2 separate regions of the Ovis aries genome follow, and region 1 is linked to region 2. A link is a contact called in public Hi-C data. All regions are on one chromosome and are shown on one strand. Each heading gives the region's core, a stretch centred on a gene start, on an enhancer-like site or on the middle of the called end of the contact. The rest is flanking DNA. Distances are from core to core; before and after follow the strand shown.

Region 1 (5,814 bases), core at 1,141-3,640, 260 kb before region 2:
AAACAAAGGTAACGGATGTGATGGAATTCCAGTTGAGCTATTTCAAACCCTAAAAGATGATGCTGTTCAAGTGCTGCACTCAATATGCCAGCAAATTTGGAAAACTCAGCAGTGGCCACAGGACTGGAAAAGGTCAGTTTTCATTCCAATCCCAAAGAAAGGCAATGCCAAAGAATGTTCAAACTACCACACAATTTCATTCATCTCACACGCTTGCAAAGTAATGCTCAAAATTCTCCAAGCCAGGCTTCAACAGTACGTGAACCATGAACTTCCAGATGTTCAAGCTGGATTTAGAAAAGGCAGAAGAACCAGAAATCAAATTACCAACATCTGTTGGATCATTGAGAAAGCACGAGAGTTCCAGAAAAACATCTGCTTCATTGACTATGCCAAAGCCTTTGACTGTGTGGATCACAACAAACTGTAGAAAAATTCTGAAAGAGATGGGAATACCAGACCACCTGACCTGCCTCCTGAGAAATCTGTATACAGGTCAAGAAGCAACAATTAGAACTGGACATGGAACAACAGACTGATTCCAAATAGGAAAAGGAGTACATCAAGGCTGCATATTGTCACCCTGTTTATTCAGTTTATATGCAGAGTACATCATGTGAAACGCCAGGCTGGATGAAGCACAAGCTGGAATGAACATTGCCCGGAGAAATATTAATAACCTCAGATATGGAGATGACACCACCCTTATGGCAGAAAGTGAAGAACAACTAAAGAGCCTCTTGATGAAAGTGAAAGTGGAGAGTGAAAAAGTTGGCTTAAAGCTCAACATTCAGAAAACGAAGATCATGGCATCTGGTCCCATCACTTCATGGGAAATAGATGGAGAAATAATTGAAACAGTGAGAGACTCTTTTTGTTGTTGGGGGGGGGGCTCCAGAATTACTGCAGGTGGTGACTGCAGCCATGAAATTTAAAAATACTTGCTCCTTGGAAGAAAAACTATGACCAACCTAGGCAGCACATTAAAAAGGAGAGACATTACTTTGCCGATAAAGGTCAGTCCGGTCAAAGCTATGGTTTTTCCAGTAGCCATGTATGGATGTGAGAGTTGGACTATAAAGAAAGCTGAGTGCCCAAGAATTGGTGTTTTTGAACTGTGGTGTTGGAGAAGACGCTTGAGAATTCCTTGGACTGCAAGGAGATCCAGTCAATCCTAAAGGAAATCAGTCCTGAATATTGACTGGAAGGACTGATACTGAAGCTGAAGCTCCAATACTTTGGCTACCTGATGTGAAGAACTGACTCGTTGGAAAAGCCCCTGATGCTGGGAAAGATTAAAGGTGGGAGGAAAACCGGACAGATGATGAGCTAGTTGGATGGCATCACCGACTGGATGGACAGGAGTTTGAGTAAGCTGCGGGAGTTGGTGATGGACAGGAAGGGAAGCCTGGCTTGCTGCAGTCCACAGGGTCGCAGAGTTGGACAGGACTGAGCAACTGAAATGAACTCAACTCTGAGCTTAAACCTCCGGAGCTTACGGAGACCTTCCCACTGCATCCAATATGAGGTTACTCTCAATCACTTCATCCTGTTTGAACTCTCTACAAAGCATATTTTTCTCGACCTCCCTATTGTTTACACCATAGTCCCCAGGGCCTACATCACTGCCTGGTAAAGGGCAGGTACACAACAAATATTTTTTGAATTGAATGTAAAAGCACCTACTGTTTCCCAGGGTTGTGCTAATCCATGAGCACTGTGCTGTCTTCCCATTTCAGCAGGATAGTTTTATTAAATGTAAAATTCCACAGTGAGAATTAACTGGATGCATGTTATACCCCTTCCTGCCAGTAACCCACCTTCCTCTATTTTTCTCCCCTTGCAAAATAAAAAATAATAGTGAGGAGGGACTTGGAAAACAGGGTCATCAATGTGGTCTTTTGCCACATTCCTAAGGCTTCATCGAGCTCAACGAGACAGAAACCAATTGCAACAGTAACGGATATAAGCAGCAGAAGAACAACCTCAGGGCCCACAAGGACGGACGGCAAGGCTAGAGCGCACACTGCAAGCACTGCATGCTGGGAGCTGTAGTCGGGCTAGGCCTGGCCAGCAGGACCCGGTCCCCGCAGCATGCTGGGAACTGTAGTCGACAGCTGGAAACGCACCGCGAGGAAGGACCGCAGTTGAGACTCCGCCTCTGCGCTTCCTCATTGCATGCTGGGAATCGTAGTCTTTCTGGGAACATGCTCCTCCCTGGCGGAAAAGCACCAAGGTTGCGCCATCTTAGGTGCGAGTGCGGCAGTGGAGGCTAGAGCGCAGGCGGGCCCAGCCCCGGCCGGCCCCGCCCCCCAGGAGCCCGGCGCCCGCCCCTTGCTCGGGCCCCGCCTTCCCCCACGTGTCTGCCGCCGGGGGAGGCGCTTGAGCCGGAGCGGGCCGCCAGCGGTCCGGCCCGGTAGGCGCAGAGGGTCCTGTCGGCGGCGCCCGGGAGCGACTAGCTTCCCGATGCTTCCGCCCTGGCTCCCGCCGGCCGGGCTGTGCGCTTAGGGCCCGGCTCCGGCCCCCTGAGGCGTCCGCGTGGGTGACAACGGCTTCGGCCCCGCGGAACGGAGCGGCTGGAGCGCGAGGCGGCGGCCGCCGGGAGGAGGATGGGGGCTAACCAGTTAGTGGTGCTCAACGTGTACGACATGGTGAGTACGGCGCCGGCGCCCGACCCCGGCCCCGGCCGGCATTCTCTCGCCGGTGGGTTCGGACCCGGCCCCTCGCGTTTCCAGCCTGGCGTCGCCGCCTCCCGCTTGGTTCACCGGGGTTGGGGGAGGGGACGATTATTTTTTTTAATCCCTGCAAACGTCTACGCGCTTGTTAGCTTTTCCCGGTCTGCCCCGGGGCTTTCGCCAAGACTCGGTTCGCCTCGAACCTCCCTCGTGCCCCGACTTGGCCCGGACCCTGGGCTGGGCCCGACCTTCTGGCCGACAAGCAGTGTCCTTTCCGCGAAGCTTGGGTCGAGGGTCGGACTTCCCACTCCATCACCGGAACTCCGGGGCAACCCCGCTTCTCCCACCCCAGTTGCCCGCTCTGCCGAAGCAGCCCGTCTTCAAAAACTCCCAAGCCCCTCCGAGTCGAGAAAGTCACCGCTTGTCGACGCCAGTGCCAGAGTCTCTTTAAAGGTGAACAGGAGCCGACACAGCCTAGCCTCCAAGGCAACCGCATTAAAATGAATGAGGCTGACATTTATCCAGAAAATAGCCCAGCTGAATTATTTAGGGGTTCACGGCGGTACGCCTTTCCTAGATTGTGGAGACCTCTTACCAGGTGATGCAACAGGTATCTGACGTGGCCGCGGGAGAGGCAGAGAAGAACGGGTTTGTTGTGTCATCTAACTTTTGGAGTACTGCGAGCACTCAGAAATGAGTCAAAACGTTGGTTTGCGTTATTATCGCCATTGGAATAACTGGTACACAGTTGCCGTTGCAGTTAGATGGATGCTTGGGTTTGTTTCCTTTCGGTTGATTAGTTTTTGCTTTATAAGAGGTCACCTCCACTTAAGATGTTTAAAATTTCGTAAGTGGATTGACAAGTGAAAAAGTCCCCAGCGTTGTTTTTGTTGGCTTAAAGATGAAGAAGAGCCAGAATACGGGAGGTTAGGAGTCTTGGTTCTCACTCACCGATCTAAACTTTGTGTTCCCCTGTATTGTTTTTAAGTTTTTACATTTACACTGTAACCTCTTGGGTAGGAAGGAATTCCTATGCCTCAATCTGGGAATTAATGTGAGAAGGCCATAGAGACTGCTTGGGACCTGAGGAGGGTACTCCGCTGAGTTTGCATATAAACTTGGAGGTGAAAGGAGATAGATTCGCATGCTGAGAAAAATGGAGTATGATGGGAGAAAGTTCCAGAGAGGAATAATCAGAACCAGAGATTTTAAAAGAGCGGGGTACTTTGTAAAGTCTTTGGCCTGTGTCACTGGTTAAGAAATAATTCTCTAGATGTAAACTTTTTGTGGCTAGCTGTGGAAGCCTTGATTTTTCAAGAATTTTATTGCCCTTTTACTCTTTCTACCCAGTCCCCCTTGAGTGATCTGAATTTGGTTTTTTATTTATTCATGCAGATTGTTACACACCATCCCTCAAAATATATTCTGTTCTTGAGAGCACAGTATACATTTTCTTCTAGGTTGTTAAACCCCTTTATAAATCAGGATTATGCAGTGGCCAGAGGGCCAGTTTCATTGCCTAAAAGAAATCTGTGAAAGTAGAGGAAGAGAACATTTTGCTTTTTTAAATAAAACTGGAGATACATTGCTTGGCTTATAATGGGCTTCTTTACACTTTAGGTAGTCTATGAATAACAGAAATCATTGCTATGTGGTAAACATAGGAAAAGCTAGAGATGATTCTCAAACCAGTATGTTTTGAAGGGAGGAGTGTTCTGAAAGATCTTTAAAATGTTAACTAGATAACAGAGATATTATTCTTCATATAGCTTTTGTGACGTAGGTAGTTGCAAAGTAAATAGAGAAAAGGGTACCTGCCCAGAAAAGTAAGTAAAAAAAGTAAAGTCACTCAGTCGTGTCCAACTCTTTGCGACCCCATGGACACCAGGCTCCTCCGTCCATGGGATTTTCCAGGCAAGAGTACTGGAGTGGGTTGCCGTTTCCTTCTCCAGGGAACTTCCCGACCCAGGGATCGAACCCAGGTCTCCCGCATTGTAGACAGACACTTTCCGTCTGAGCTACCACTTGATCTTAGCCGAAAGGCCAAGTACCTGCCCAGAGAGCTACAAATAGGATCTAGAATTTCTAGACCACAGTCTGTTTCATTATTTTTTCTACTGAATAGTTCTGTGTTTATTTCTTATATATTGCTTTTTCCTGTCAACAGGAGGAGCATGTGAATGTTTATCGGAAATGGCAAATAGTTGAGTTACTAGACTTCTAATAAACAGAGTTTGTTTGCTCTCCTGAGGGGCTTCTGGTCTGTAAGTAAGTGTCTTATGTCACTAACTCAGCAACCTACAGTTATTTAGTTAGGACCCTGTAAAAGTCACAAAAATGAATGAATTATGCTTTCTTCTGTAAGGAATTTAGAATTTCATAGGGGAGGTATACCAGTGGTAACAATTCAGAACAATGCCATGGTTTTGATAAGAGCAGAACAAGATGCCAAGAAGACAGTGCTCTTGTAGGATCATGGAATGCTGAAAAGTAAAGGGGGAAAACCCTGAAGAATGGAGGGTTTCTGCAGGCAAGGAATAGTCAGCACGAACAGACTGGCCGGAGGAGGACAGCACAGGTTGGATTTGGAAAATCCAGTGTAGCTAGAGTGTAGGAGGCATGAAAGGGGACAAAACTTCCAGTTTGGCTAGAATTTTTATTTGGGACTGAGAGGATGGTCTGTGAAACAGGGGGAACCATTTAAAGTTTTCAAGGTGAGGAGCAGTGTGGTCGGAGTTATGTTTTAGAATCAAGACCAGTGGATTGAGGTATAAATTTGTAGCTATTATGCTCATTTTTTCTCAAGTCAGTTTTGGTTTTTGAAGCATCTTTGCTTGATGTCAAGGGCAAATTCCTTTTATCTTTGGTAGTACTTCCTAGTCATCATAAATGCCTTTGATGAGGATTGCTGTGGTCTGTTGGTACAGGCCTGGTATATCAGCTGTCTATCTAGTCTAGACTTTGTAAGCATGAAAATCAGCCTTTGGTTTGTGCTTACAGCCACTGTTCATAGGGACCTCTTGCGGTATATCCTTGTTCCTCTTTCTCTGTGAGACTGTTGCCTGCTCTAGTTGACTGTGTTTTTCCTCTTCAGTAGATTGGGAGCTGCTGATCATTTCTTTTCTTCCATAACTCTGTC
Region 2 (6,249 bases), core at 1,526-4,025:
TTAAAAATGCACATTAGTTTTTCAAGTTTGATAGAGTTCACACATTTTATTTGCTAAATAACTTTATTTATTTTCAGCTGTGCTAGGTCTTCGTTGTTGCATGTGGATTTTCTCTCGTTGGAGTGAGCAGGAGCTACTCTCTAGTTGTGGAGCACTGGCTCTACAGTTGTGGCATACGTGACTAGTTGCCCCAAGTCAGCTAAAATCTTCCTGGACCAGGGATTGAACCCATGTCCCCTGCATTGGGAGGTGGACGCTCAACCACTGGACCACCAGGAAAGCCCTAGAAATGCACATTATTTTAGACAAAAACATTGAAAAGTTTGGACAAATGAAACACTTCCATCCTCAAGAGCTTACAGTTTGGTGGGGGGAAACAAGTAGAATCTCTGTAAATCAACGTGAGGGTCTGTGTGTGTGTCTTAGTTGCTCAGTTGTCTCTGACTCTCTGCGACCTCACAGACTGTAGCCACCAGGTATCTCTGTCCATGGAATTCTCCAATTCCAGGAGAATTCTCCAGGCAATAATACTGGAGTGGATTGCCATTCCCTTCTCCAGAGGAACCTCCCAACCCAGGGATGGAACACTGGTCTCCTGCATTGCAGGCAGGTTCTTTACTGTTTGAGCTACAAGGGAAGTCCTTGTGAGGGTCTACAGATAACAGCTCAGAAGAAGGGGTTGACACGGAAAGCATCAGGGAGCACATGACCTTCACGGAGGTCACTGACAACAGGGAGGGGACAAATGTGTGTCTGTAGGAGGGTGAATGTTAGAGAGAGGAGAGAAAGGCATTCCAGAAAAAGGAAACTGGGAGCAGCACGGGAAAAGGTACAGTGAGTAGTGAGCATGAAGACTAAAGCTGGGATTTCCCACATTTATTTCAAAGGCCTTCATCACCTATATGAAGAGGGTCTTGAAAAAACAAATAACTAGACCATAACGATCATGAAATTTAATTATACATGAGCGCTAATCATTTGTTGTTGTTCAGTCATTAAGTCGCAACTAACTCTTGTGAATCTACTCAACTGTAGCCCACCAAGTTCCTCTGTCCAAGGGATTTTCCAGGCAAGAATACTGGAGTGAGTTGCCATTTCCTTCTCCAGAGGATCGCCCCAACCCAGGGATTGAATTCACATCTCCTGCACTGGCAGGTGGATTCTTTACCACTGAGCCACCAGGGAAGTCTGTGCTAATGATTACTCTACTTTTTGGCATTAAGAAATTATTATTCATGGTTATATTCATTTTATATAAATATCTATCTTCTGAGCCATTTTGTGAGGATTCAATTGTTCGTAGTCAATTTCAAAGAGAATGCTGATTGGAGCACCACAGGAATATTTTCTACAGAGAAAATACTTATTTTAATAAAGAATATTAGTTTTCTTTACGGTTTTCTTAGGGATTATAGAACCAGAATAAAAAATATAAAAACTCAGCTAATCAAACCATTAAATACCTTATATTTTGAAGGCCTCTTAATAGTTGTTTATAAATGATTTTTACATAAAATTAAGTCATTTAAATTAATATACACATGCATTAAAGGGGCTTCCCTCCTGGCTCAGACAGTAAAAGATCTGCCTTCTATGCGGGACGCAGGGTTGGATCCCTAAGTCGGGAAGATCCGCTGGAGAAGGAAATGGCAACCCACTCCAGTATTCTTGCCTGTGAATCTCATGGGCAGAGGAACCTGGCGGGTTATAGTACATGGGGGTCGCAAACGGTCAAACGACTGAAGCGGCTTAGCACGCACATGGATTAAAAAACCATCTAAAACTAGTTTCAAAAATATATATATTCGCTCGAACCACACCATTAGGCATATTATTCAAAAATCATTTTTAAAAGAAAATATTCTAGTGAACTTTTCCTTAAAATGAGACAAACATTTAACATGTTACAGGTTTCAAATTTCAGAAAAGCGAGATGTAAAACTTTCCCTCGGTTATTTTAGCTGGACATCCGGTCAAATTTCACAAGTAGGAACATCTTCATGTACCTAACAGTGGGCACAATACAGGCACGTCTCTGTTGCTATGAGAACCTCTATTTTGTAGGAGAAATCGCAGCCTTGACGACGCAATGTTTGCGCCGATTTTACAGCATGTTTTTCTACAGCGGTTCAGCTCCACCAGTAACACTCTAATGGCTCTCTGGTTTCCTGCCCGCCAGCCCAGTTTTCCGTCCCAGCTCCAGCGCTCGCCCGCTGTGCACTCCCGGTCTCTGGGAGCGGGCGGCGAGCACTGGCCTGGCGAAAACGTGGGCCGGAGGTGGGGCAGATGGGAAGGGGAGGCGGCGGCACTGCGGGTTGCTTCTGTTACCCTCCGGAGTCGAGCTCTGCACCAGCTCTCCAGCTGCGTTTTAAAATCTGCAGTTAAAAAAAGTCGAGCAACGCCACATCCTACAAACTGGAGGGGACGAGGAGAGCAGTGTGTCCCCAAATGGATCAGAAAAATGGGAAAGGAGGGGTTCTGAACTTTATTATTAAATACTTCCTCCATGCCAGAAAAATCAGGGTTCAGGGCTCGGTACTGGGCAGAATAGGCTGAAGCCACCGACGCGACTAAAAAGGGTCGCGGGCGCGGATCCGGGCTTCCGAGCGCCACGGGGTCCTAGCGGGAGCGGGGGGCGCGCGCGCTCGGAGCGTTCCTTCCCCCCACCCCCGCCCCAGGGTCTCCTTCCCTCGGGATTCGGAGCCTCCCATCCTCCAGGGCCGACTCGCCGCGGGGCTGAAGGGTGTCAGGACGCCGTGACCTAGCTTAGCGACAGGCCTCTCCCCGGCGACGGCGCCGCAACAAGATGGCGGACGACAGAGACAGGGACGGCACAGGTAAGAGGCACCGCGAAGCGCAGCCCTCGCCGCCCGCCGCGACCTCGGCCGCACCGGGGAGCTCCAGACAGAGTGGGACCCCCTACCTCTGGAGCCCCACCCTCAGGGAGAAGGCCGACCCAGCCAGGCCGCGCCGCCCGCCCCGCAGCGGAGGCCCCCTCCCCCGTTCCTGCCCCCCTCGCCCCGCCTCCCGGGCCCTCATCCCGCCCCCGCCCCCATCGTCCCGCCCGCGGAGCCCCGAGCCTCGCTTCCAGCGCGGGTTGCGGCCGAGGCGCCGGCCCGGAGCCCCATAATGGCGTCCTTGTTCACGGTGTCGAGGACACCGCCTCCAAGCCCTAGCTTGGGTTCTCGTTGCCGCAGGCGCCACGCCGGCAGCTACTCAGGCTCTGGGCCCGCGCGGCGGCCTGGGTGAGGACGGCTCAGGCTGCGGGCGTCTGCCGTGCTCCTCCCCGGCTGCGCTGAAACCCCGCCCGGCCCAGACGGCTGGCGTCTGCGGCCACCATTTTGCCTTCGTAGCGGGGACGTGGGAGGACGGCTTGGAGGTCACCGCGACTGCGTCCGCGCCTCTAGGATCCGAAGCGCGCGCGCCACCCGCCTGGTGTCTTGTCTTATGCGAAAAACAAGACAAAATACAAAAAACTTTAATAAAGATGAAAGAGCAAACTCCAGAGGCGACGCGTAGAGCTCGGTGCGCAGGCCTGTCTCTGCGGCGCCACCAGACGGCCCAGCGCGATCGCGGCGGCAGAGGCGGGACTGGGCCTCCGGTCGCCGGGTGGGAGGCATTGATGTTTTCATTATTAGGGGAAAGAAAACCTGCGTATCCATGTTTATTTGTTAAGACTGTTAACGTTGTTTTAATTCAGTTTGATTAAAAAATTGATGCTTTTTTTTTTTAACCATCCTTTAGTTACTCAAAAATAAGTCTGTATTTCAGTAATTGATGAACTCGTCGCTAAAACGTCAAGCCATTGAAACGATAGAGGTAAACATCTTAGAAATGAAAATAATACCCCACCTTTGTTCTTTTTTTGAGTGCTTGAGACATATCAGCATACCATTTTTCTCAGCATGGAACAAAGATGTAATGATATTAAGTAATAGTTACAAGTGTAGGAGCCAGCGCTGAGGTCGTCAGTCACTTGTCGTGGTGATCACAGAAAAAAGGCGGAGAAACACACGGCACTGTGCCAAAGAGCTACGTAGTGATAGCAATAATACTATTTGATTTTTTTTTTTTATGATTACGTTAGTCTGAAAAGCCAGACATTTTATAGATGTTACCTTCCTAAGATGTCCTTATAATTTTATTGTGCTGTTTTAAAAGTATAAGGTACGTCCTAAGAAAATGATTACTTTTTAAATATTAGTTTTAAAACTTTCCCCAGAGGGACTTCCCTGGTGGTCCAGCGGTTAAGAATATGCCTGCCAGTGCAGGGGACACAAGTTCCATCCCTCTTGGGGAAAGATTGCACATGCTAGGGAGCAGCTAAGCCCCTGCGCCACAACTGCTGAGCCTGGGCTCTCCAACAAAAAAAAGCCCGGGGCGTGAGAAGCTCCTGTGCCCCAGTGAAAAGTAGCCCCCGCTGGCAGCAACTAGAGAAGACCCAGTGCAGCTAAAAAACAAAAACAAAAACAAAACAAAACTTCCCCAGAAAGACTTACCTTTATTTATTAAAATTCTTATTTAAAAAAAAAAAAAGGAAGACTTTCAGAAGGTAATCATGGATTTTTAAAAAGATTTGATTAGGTCAGCCTGAGGAAAAGACACACACTGGATTATGCTTCAAATACAGTTTGTTTTTCTTCATTAAAAAAATAGATTGAAAAGCTTTTTTGATTTTCAAGGATACTTTCCTATTTATAATAAACTATTTCAGAGAAGAAACAATTCTGTCTATAGCCATAGAAGTAATGACTGTTAAAATCAGATTGGGTGTCATTCATTCAGTTGACATGTTTAATGCCTGCCATATGGAAGGCATTCTGAGTCAGGTTAGAACTTTGGAGGGTATTTTTTTCTCCCAAAGAAGGTGAGCTATATAAGGAAGATAAGACATTCACAGAAGGGAGAGAGCAGTCAGCTGGACTGGTATGTGCAGCCCATGTGCCAGCTGCTTGCCAGGTGTGCTGTATCCCCTGATGAGGGCAGCAGCCTGGTATCCCTGGGAGCTGGTAAGAAAGGAAGGAGGGCAGTCCGTGCCCCTGGCTTACTGAATTAGACTCTGCATTTATGCATTCCTGCCCGTGATCCACATGCACATTAAAGTTTGAGAAGCACTGTTCCACGGTATATCTCAGTTACTCTTTACAACGGTCCTATGAGCTGATTGTAATTGCAGCTTGACGGGCAGGATGAAATAGAAGTATGTTGTCTCGAGAATGAAATAAAGGTATGTTGTCTTAAGGATAAATTAGAGACTCATATGCTGATAACCATCTTTGAATACACATATTTCACTCATATATTTGATTCTTTGCTCTGAAGTTTCAGATATTACGCCTGACCAATTAATCCGAATAGGCTAGGCTTTGAGGATTCACTCAAACTAACTAAACTCATAAAGAGTGATGTACAAACCTGAATAATGATTTATTAATTTAAATTGGGGTATGATTTAAATTGATACATCAGTCAGGAAGCTGACCTCTGCAATGTCGTATACTGTTTTATGTGTATTAAGCTTTTGTAGAGGGTAGATTTATATGTTTAAAGTTGCTTGATGAACATGGAATCAAGCAAAAGAAAAGGATAGTTTTGAAGGCTATATCCATTAAGCTCAAAGAGGATGGGGATCATTTCTTTATACTCATTGTCTTGCAGAGTATACAGCACATGGTAGAAATTCAATAAATATTGCCACATTCAGATAATTTAATTAAAAGTGTTTGTTTTAATCAAAGCATTATTTACTGTTTCCCCAAAGATCTACACCTAAAAGCCTATACAATTATTGTTAGAGATTTTTTTCCCTCTTCCTTTCAAGTAAGCTATATGCTTTTATTTCATCTGGCTCAACAAACATTTTTTTTGAGAGCCAAAAAAATTCATTGGCATGTCTTTAAAAAATAACAACACATATATATTTTAAGTTGTTCATATTTAATCTTGAATTTGTTTTAAGTTCTAAAGGATTAAGTTTCTGGGTAGTCATCATGTCCAGCTCTTCAACATTTAGGGATTAATCTTGATACAAATAGTGAGAATATTGGTAAGAAATAGTAACTAAATCTATGATGGGCTATTTTGCTCTCTTTATAAAAATTTTCTGTAAGATTATATACATTGAAATCATGCTTAATTTGTAACATTTTTGTACCTTATACATAGTATAATTTATCTTTTTTCCTAGATTAGAAAATATGACATAAAGAATTTGAAATTCTAGAATCAAGTTGATTTTTTTTTAAGTAC

The links. Hi-C and Micro-C count contacts between places; a contact is called where the count stands out from the background.
Region 1: a contact with region 2 is called in a Hi-C map of liver, with 6 times the contacts expected there. The contact joins the promoter of DESI2 here to the promoter of EFCAB2 in region 2. A contact is called at or near these places in 3 of 16 Hi-C or Micro-C datasets (hypothalamus, liver and muscle).

The regions. Positions count from the first base shown.
Region 1 is chr12:31,848,883-31,854,696 of ARS-UI_Ramb_v3.0, reverse strand. It overlaps DESI2 (desumoylating isopeptidase 2), which reads left to right and starts at 2,390. Exons shown (of 6, transcript XR_009595808.1): 1 at 2,390-2,651.
Region 2 is chr12:31,593,566-31,599,814 of ARS-UI_Ramb_v3.0, reverse strand. It overlaps EFCAB2 (EF-hand calcium binding domain 2), which reads left to right and starts at 2,775. Exons shown (of 8, transcript XM_015099188.4): 1 at 2,775-2,837. The coding sequence starts at 2,807.